2 separate regions of the Sus scrofa genome follow, and region 1 is linked to region 2. Evidence: chromatin contacts called from public Hi-C data. All regions are on one chromosome and are shown on one strand. Each heading gives the region's core, a stretch centred on a gene start, on an enhancer-like site or on the middle of the called end of the contact. The rest is flanking DNA. Distances are from core to core; before and after follow the strand shown.

Region 1 (3,607 bases), core at 489-2,988, 300 kb after region 2:
TCATATTTGCATATTTCCTAATTTTCTTTCTGATTTTTTTCTTTACCCATTTGTTATTCAAGAGTGTGCTTTTTAATATCCATATACTTGTGAATTTTCTAAATTCTCTTGATTTCTAATTTTAATCCATTGTGTTTGGAAAACAAACTTTATATGATTTTAACTCTTTTATATTGATTATTTTATGGCTTCAAAAGCCTTTTGTTTAAAATATTTTGTATTTCTGTTTTGAAGTTTTCTGTATAGATAACTTAATTTTCTTGATTAATTCCTAGATACTCTATATTTTTCATTGAGAGGATTTATTATGTTTATTCATTATTGGTTTTGAGAAATGCTTTTAATTCTGTAAGTTAATCATGTAGATGGAAAATATAGCTTAACTGCCATTCTAAAAATCTGACTGTTGGAAATGTGTGAGTTTATAACCTGCTATCAAAAAAAGTGGATGACAGAGTTCCTGTCATGGCTCAGCATTTAACGGACCTGACTAGTATCCATGAGGACAGGTTGGATTATTGTGTTAAGGATGTGGTGTGGCCATGAGCTGTGGTATAGGTCGCAGATGTGGCTTGGATCCCAAGCTGCTGTGGCTGTGGCATAGGTCAGCAGCTGTAGCTCTGATTTGACCCCTAGTCTGGGAATTTCCATATGCTGAGGGTGCAGCCCCAGGAAAAAAAAAAAAAAACAGAGAGAGAGACCAAAAAAAAAAAAAAATGTGGATGACACCTGGAGTTCTCTGGTGGTCTAGTAGTTAATGATCAGACTTTGTCACTGCTGTGATTCAGGTTCAATCTCTGGCTGGGCAAATTCCACATGCCGTGGGTGTGGCCAAAAAGAAAAAAAAAGTAAGGATGATCCCTAAAGGCTGCCGACCTTCTTTTAAAATGTCAAAGATAGTTTTGAGAAGAGAGAATTTTGGAGTCTCATTGGCCATCTAAGGGACTAGAAAGGCCTTCTCTAGGGAGAATTGTGGGGCTAATTATGTAGTACTGAGCTACACTTGGGAGAAAATAGCTTTTACATTTGCATAGAAATCCAGGTAACACTAAGCCAGATATTTGGGTTAAGACAAAGGAAAGAGGCATATACAAGATGCAAGAAGATCCTTTTCTATACTGTCTGGAATTTGTTAGTGCTTTGATCAGAGAAATTGAAATGTATACCACACTGGAGGACTTTTGGAATTCCAGGCTGTCTCTTAGACTATGGGTTGCAAAGCTCCAGCTTGTCATACTGAACCAGGTTTGCTCAGGAGATAAAGCTACACCTGATCCAGCAAAGATTCTAAGAGGAACTCTGTTCTAACTGGGCCTTATTGGTGAAAGATACTGATATAGAGAGTGGAATGAAGAACTGTCTAGCTCATTGTCATCAGGAAAACTGTACAGTTTCATGATTTGGTCTATGTCATAGGCATCAGAGTATAAAGCAGGAACTGAAGCCACTAGTCTCTCCAATTGAGGATCTTGCATTTGGACATCGCTTGTAGGACTCTCAGTGATGGTAGAATTCCCTGCACACTGGAAAGGGCCCAAGGGCCGAGTTGATAGGAAGATAGAGGAATCTGAAACTTCAGGGAAAAAAGAATGAGGACTAGTTGATGCTGTGGGTGTCTTCTTGGCTGGAAGGGTCTGGTTTGGTGGCTTGAGTGATTGCTGCTGCTTTTGTTGCTGCTGCTTCCTCATTTTGAACCTCCGGTTCCTGAACCAAATCTGGGAGTGGGAGAAGAGAGGAGGTTATGGTCCGTTACTGGAGAAGGAGTTTGAGGCTTCTCCTGGGTGAAAAAAAGCCAGATTGTAGCCCTCATGTCCTCTCCACGTCATGACACTGAGTTCTGGTAAGCAGAAGTTGGTATAAATGGAGTCAATAGAAACAGTGAGAGATCAGGATGGGGCCCCAGAGAAAGAGGCAGAGAAAGGGGGTATATTTCAGAGATTGTGCTGGGAAGTTCAGAGAAAGGATACTGAACTCCAGAGAAGAGAAGCCAAGTTCAGGGATCTAGGGAGAGGTGGGGAATTTGAACTGAAGGATTTTCAAGGATTATGTTAGAAGGACTTTGAAGTAAGGAATATTCTAACAAAAATTTGGGGCTCTAGCAGATTCAGAGGTTGGGAAAGTTATTTGCCAATTGGTGGTGCTGTGAATAAACAAAACAGCAGAGTTTTGCTTGTTAAGACCCTAAGTGAGGAATGTGGATAAGAACCCTTTCTCTAATTTATCATATGAGACCCCTGGATTTCTAATTCCAGTTATACTATGGGCTAACTCTGTGAGCCAGTCACTTTGCTCCTGACCTTCAGTTTTCCTCACCTTTTAAACTAGATGCTATTAAAGTAATCATATGCAACATGCCCAGCGCAATAGTAGTGCACAGTAGATGTTGAATAAGGGAACTATTGTGTTTTGGAGGGAATTTCCAGGCTGAATGGTAGAATGTGATTTTGGATGGAGGTTCAAACACATCTCAAAAGATCAGACAGACCTTAACTGTTGACTCTGGTAGGTTGAGTTTTAAAGCAAGTTTTCTCTGGAGATTTTTGTCTGGAAACATGTTATAGCCAAACAGCGCCTCCAACGCTTCATACTGTGTGTGGGTGAATGAGGTACGTTCATGAGGCTTCTTCCATTTCGCTGTAGAAAAGAGATAGAGATGGAGTGGTTACTTTGTGCTCTTGTCTCCGGGCTCAAATCCCCAAAAACACAGCTGTGAATTTCCCATAACTTTGCCCCAACCAGGCTTGGAATCCAGGAGGTAAAGGTCCCAGGTCTTGGAGTTCCTGTCAGGGCTCAGCAGTTAACAAATCTAACTAGCATCCATGAGGACACAGGTTTGATCCCTGGCCTTGCTCAGTGGGTTAAGGATCCGGTATTGCGATGTAGGTGGCAGACACAGCTTGGATCCAGCATTGCTGTGGCTGCGATATAGGCCAACTGCTACACTCTTAGCAGCTGCAACCCTTAGCCTAGGAACCTCCATCTGCTGCAAATGTGGCCCTAAAAAGCAAACAAATAAACAAACAAACAAAAAAGATCCCAGGTCTTGACTAGGAGGCTGAGCCCTGTGTAACAGTGCTTTGTTCTCTATTTTCTGAGATTTAGTTTATCCCTGATAGGAAATGTTACCTTGTCAATTTTCTCTGTACCCAGTCTGTTTGCTTTGGCAGCTGGCTCCCTTGTTTTTCAGTTTCGCCTGCACTGAGAAGAGAAAACTCTTTTCTCTGGTACTCAGTCTGTCTACCCTGCCTAACCACAGGCAGTAGGCAGTCACTTCTTCCCTTTTCTTCTTTTCCACTCTTGATCTCCTTTAGAAACTGGGAAGAAAACTCATGTCCCCACACACGAATATGTAGTACATTCTTCAGAATTGCTCTCCTCTTTGGTTTATTCAGGAACCTAGTCTGTCCCATTTGGCAAATGTGTTTTTTTCTTTCCCCCTAGGCCTTTTGAAGCTCTATTCCTTCCTCTGGGGAAAGGTTCATAAGAAATGAGACATAACTAAATATGTGGAGACAAATTGAAAATTCTATTTTTTAAAAATGGCATTGGAGAAAAAAAGGAAATTTCCCAAGAAAATGCAATTAACAAAGTTTACTAGAAAAGAACT
Region 2 (3,769 bases), core at 522-3,021:
AGGAGTAAGAGAAACTATTCTGAATATTACTTTGTTCATCATTCATTTAACATGGAACTTCTCAGGCATCCATGATTCTAGACACCAGGACCTGTTCATCTTCCCACAAGTACTAAATGAAACATCCAGCGCCCCAGGCAGGAGAATAATGAAATTCATTTCTAGGAACAGAACCAAGAGTTGTCCTCTAGAGCATCTGATGTCTAAGCAGTTACACTTAGCTGTCAGTATACTTAGCTCCACTGTGCAGATTAACCTCTGTCCTCACCTGCCCTGTTCACTGTGCTTGGAGGAATCCTGGCAATATGAAGGCCTCCCTCTAAGTGGCTACTAGAGCCAGGCACAGAGCCCAATACAGATTCTTAAAGGTAAGCTGATTGAATACCTTCACCTTGGGCAGAGTTCTTAAATCTTGTCAAATTAAATGTCCATTCTTTCTATAAAAGAGATTCTACAGCATTTTAATGGTAATCCTATTGGGCATTAAAAGTACTATGCTATTTCAAGCATTATCTGTCAGAATATAAGGAATATCATGTTTCATTTCAAATTCCTACCCATTATGATGGCCCAACTAACATGAGAGAGGGATGGAGATATCTGTTCTTGGTTCAACCAAATCTTACCATGAGATTTTTATGGTCTCTTCTTATTAATAAGATACACACACACACACATCTTTGTGAGCAAGCTTAAATTCTTTGGGACCAGAAGAGATATAACTAAATAAATAAATGATAAATTAATACATTAATGTATCCAATCTTTTATCCATATAGATATAAACAACCCTCCTAAATATTAATATACATTAATGTATGATTAAAAACTTGCTTGAAAGATACAGTGAATTAAGTTCTTTACCTTTTAGCTCACAGTTTGAGAATTATGCAACTTCAAGTTTAATTAGCACACTTTTACTAGCTATGTAACACTGTCATTGGCTGTGTTAACATACTGCCCCCGGTGTATCACTACACTTGTCTTTATACTTCAATTCTATTATTCCAAAGAAACTACCACCTCTAGAACACTACCACCTCTTTGTGGTAAGAACTCATTAAATACTGGCTAATATTTCTATATCCTCTCCACTTATAGGATTTTGATATGAAGATTGAAACGAGATAATGAATTTGCAAGTGCTTTAACACGTATACAAAACATTATTATCACTTCCTTGTTTCCCTGTTCCTTCCCCCACTGTAAACTGAAACACATAATAACAGACCTTGGTGTCCAGCATAGACTCTACACACAGGGGGAACTAAGGGTTGAGTTTTTATATTAGTAAAGAAAGAACAATCACACACAGTTCTCCAGAAAGGAGTGCTTGCCAAGTTTCCCTGGACGCTCAAAGTGCTTTTTTTCCCACCCTAGAGAAACTCAGAGTATACAATGAAACACATCAAAGTCTTAGATGCCAATTGAAGAACTCTGACTACCTCTTTCTGCTGCATCCTCTCCTAAGTAAAGGAAACTTCTGTTTAGACTTGGTTTACAGGTTAACTCTAAATCCGAGAGAGAGAAGAGTTTTTAACACTGTAACACAGCTCAGCCTGAAACTCTAGAGGCCAAGGAGGAGAACCAAAAGAGCAAGTATGTTCCTGTCAGAGGCAGAACTGAATCTGAGGACTCACCGGAGATGGCTTCTTTGGAAAGCTGGGGGGTCGAGGTGGTACTTCTTCAGTGGAGACAGGTAAAAAAAGTGTTTCCTTGGATTCATTTTTCTGGAAGGGATTCATGGCTGGCTCCTTACTCTCTCTCTCTTCAAGCATTTGGCTTTGGTAGGCAGTCGGACAGCTGCCAGGCTACTGTGAAAAGGGGGACTGGGAGGGGAAGAGGGGGTGGCTTCGGCAACTAGGTTTAACCCCGTGGGTGTCGGGCTTCAGCAGCTGCCTGCAAAGTAGAAAGCTATATAAAAGAAAGGATCGAGTCTTAGAGACTAGTTCAAAGAATGATTATGTTAAAGGTAGAGCACAAGGAAGAACACCACATCATGGGCTGGAAGAGCATAATGCTGGAGAACTGCAAATGGATGAAAATTAGTAAGACTACACAGACCTGGAGCATAGCCTGGAGCACAGATTTCAAAATTGATTTCAGGGTAATAATAGCCACCACTTGTTGCACATCTACTATGGGCAAAGTTTATATATACATACATATATTATATCTATACCCATATGTTTTAATTCTTACTACTATCCTCGTTTTAAGGAACTAATAAACAACAGGTTATGTAATTTGCCCAATATCATGTGGCCAGTAAGCAGCAGATCTGGAATTTTCGGTATGCCATTACATATAGATTAGTATCAGTAAAGCCTATGGTCCTTTCTCGGGAATGGAGGCTATATGGAAATGTAAACATAGGAACATAGGAATGCGGGGGAACTGAAATGCATTGAAGAGGGAAGGTCATCTCCAAAATGAATTTGGATAGAAAAAAACATTTGGTTTTCAACATAATAAAGTTCAACTAGAAATATCCTATAAGCAATTAAATAGGTCTTGGTCATGTACATTTGGGAATAATTCTTCTACTTTGATAAATTTATTTTCTCACGTCAAGATGAATCCTTCATGACATGAGGAAATACAATTTAATTTGCATAAAAATTAGGAACCAGATATTTTCTAGTTACTATTACAAACATCATTTTCCTTAATTTTCAGTGAATGGACTTCCCAGTGACTCCAGAATATAATATTTATTTCCTATCAGAGGAGGAACAAGAACAGCCATGACAATGATAGATGTACTTTTTACAGTATGATTTTTGCTAAGTCAAAGAGGCAAAATAAGAACAAGAGAGTATGGTGTCCATCTAGCTGTCAGTCAAAAGAGAAAGGAAAATAATGGCAAGACAGCAAGAAGAAAAATGAAGACTAAACCAACAAGGAAGTCAGGAAACAGGGGAATGAATTATTTTATTTTAGAATATGAGAGAGAACCTATGACTCTATTCCCTGTAAAGTTCTTCCATTACCTGTTTGAGTAATTTGTTGACAAGTAAGGCCAGAATAAACTCTATCCTCTCTTTCCTAAACTCTATCTTAGACTTTGACCATATTTTCCCAGCTTCTAGTATACCTCTTATCCCACTTCTCTCCCACCAATGAAAAAGAGTCCAGCTTCATTTCAGACTGTGACATTAATGATTAAGCTGTAGTTATTCTTTCAGGAAGCACTGCCCTTTCTGACCTAGTTTGGTTAATGACTCTAGATGCAAAACAAATGAACAGTCAGAAGTTACTGGTCAAGTTAACCACTAGAGGCACAAATGTCTTTAAGATCTAATTATATCAGTGGCTCCCCTTGCTCTGACTTGATAGCATTTGATCTGGCAGAGCAAATGGAATAGCACCTGTGAACAAAGCACCAATTCATTTGTGCTCATAGGTGCCCTAAATATCAAACTTTAGAGTATTGGCATTGGTTCTCATACTCCTTTGTTTAGATGAAATTCTTCTTTTAATTATGCAATACTATGCTAACATTAATAGAATCAAATAATATCAGAGATGGAAGGAAACTTAATCTTGTCCTATGTAAACTAAACTTCCCTAATGATAAAAATCACTTAGGGAGGGAGTTCCTATTGTGACTCAATGGGTTAAGAAACACAGTGTCCGTGAGGATGTGGCTTTAATCTCTGGTTTCGTTCAGTGGGTTACAGATCCAGTATTGCTGCAAGGTGCGGCACAGTTTGCAGATGCAGCTCGGATCCGGTGTTGTAATGACTGTAGCATAGTCCTGAAGCTG

What was found. A called contact is a pair of places that touch in the nucleus more often than the background predicts.
Region 1: a contact with region 2 is called in a Hi-C map of liver, with 6 times the contacts expected there. The contact joins the promoter of ARGFX here to the promoter of SLC15A2 in region 2. A contact is called at or near these places in 1 of 5 promoter capture datasets (liver) and 4 of 47 Hi-C or Micro-C datasets (embryonic fibroblasts, liver, retroperitoneal adipose tissue and 1 more).

What each region holds. Positions count from the first base shown.
Region 1 is chr13:138,926,653-138,930,259 of Sscrofa11.1, forward strand. ARGFX (arginine-fifty homeobox) reads right to left here and starts at 1,739. Exons shown (of 1, transcript XM_013980898.2): 1 at 739-1,739. The coding sequence starts at 1,739. The coding sequence ends at 927.
Region 2 is chr13:138,630,777-138,634,545 of Sscrofa11.1, forward strand. It overlaps SLC15A2 (solute carrier family 15 member 2), which reads right to left and starts at 1,772. Exons shown (of 22, transcript NM_001097514.1): 1 at 1,641-1,772. The coding sequence starts at 1,745. EAF2 (ELL-associated factor 2) reads right to left here. Exons shown (of 6, transcript XM_013980937.2): 6 at 1,765-1,899. The coding sequence ends at 1,889.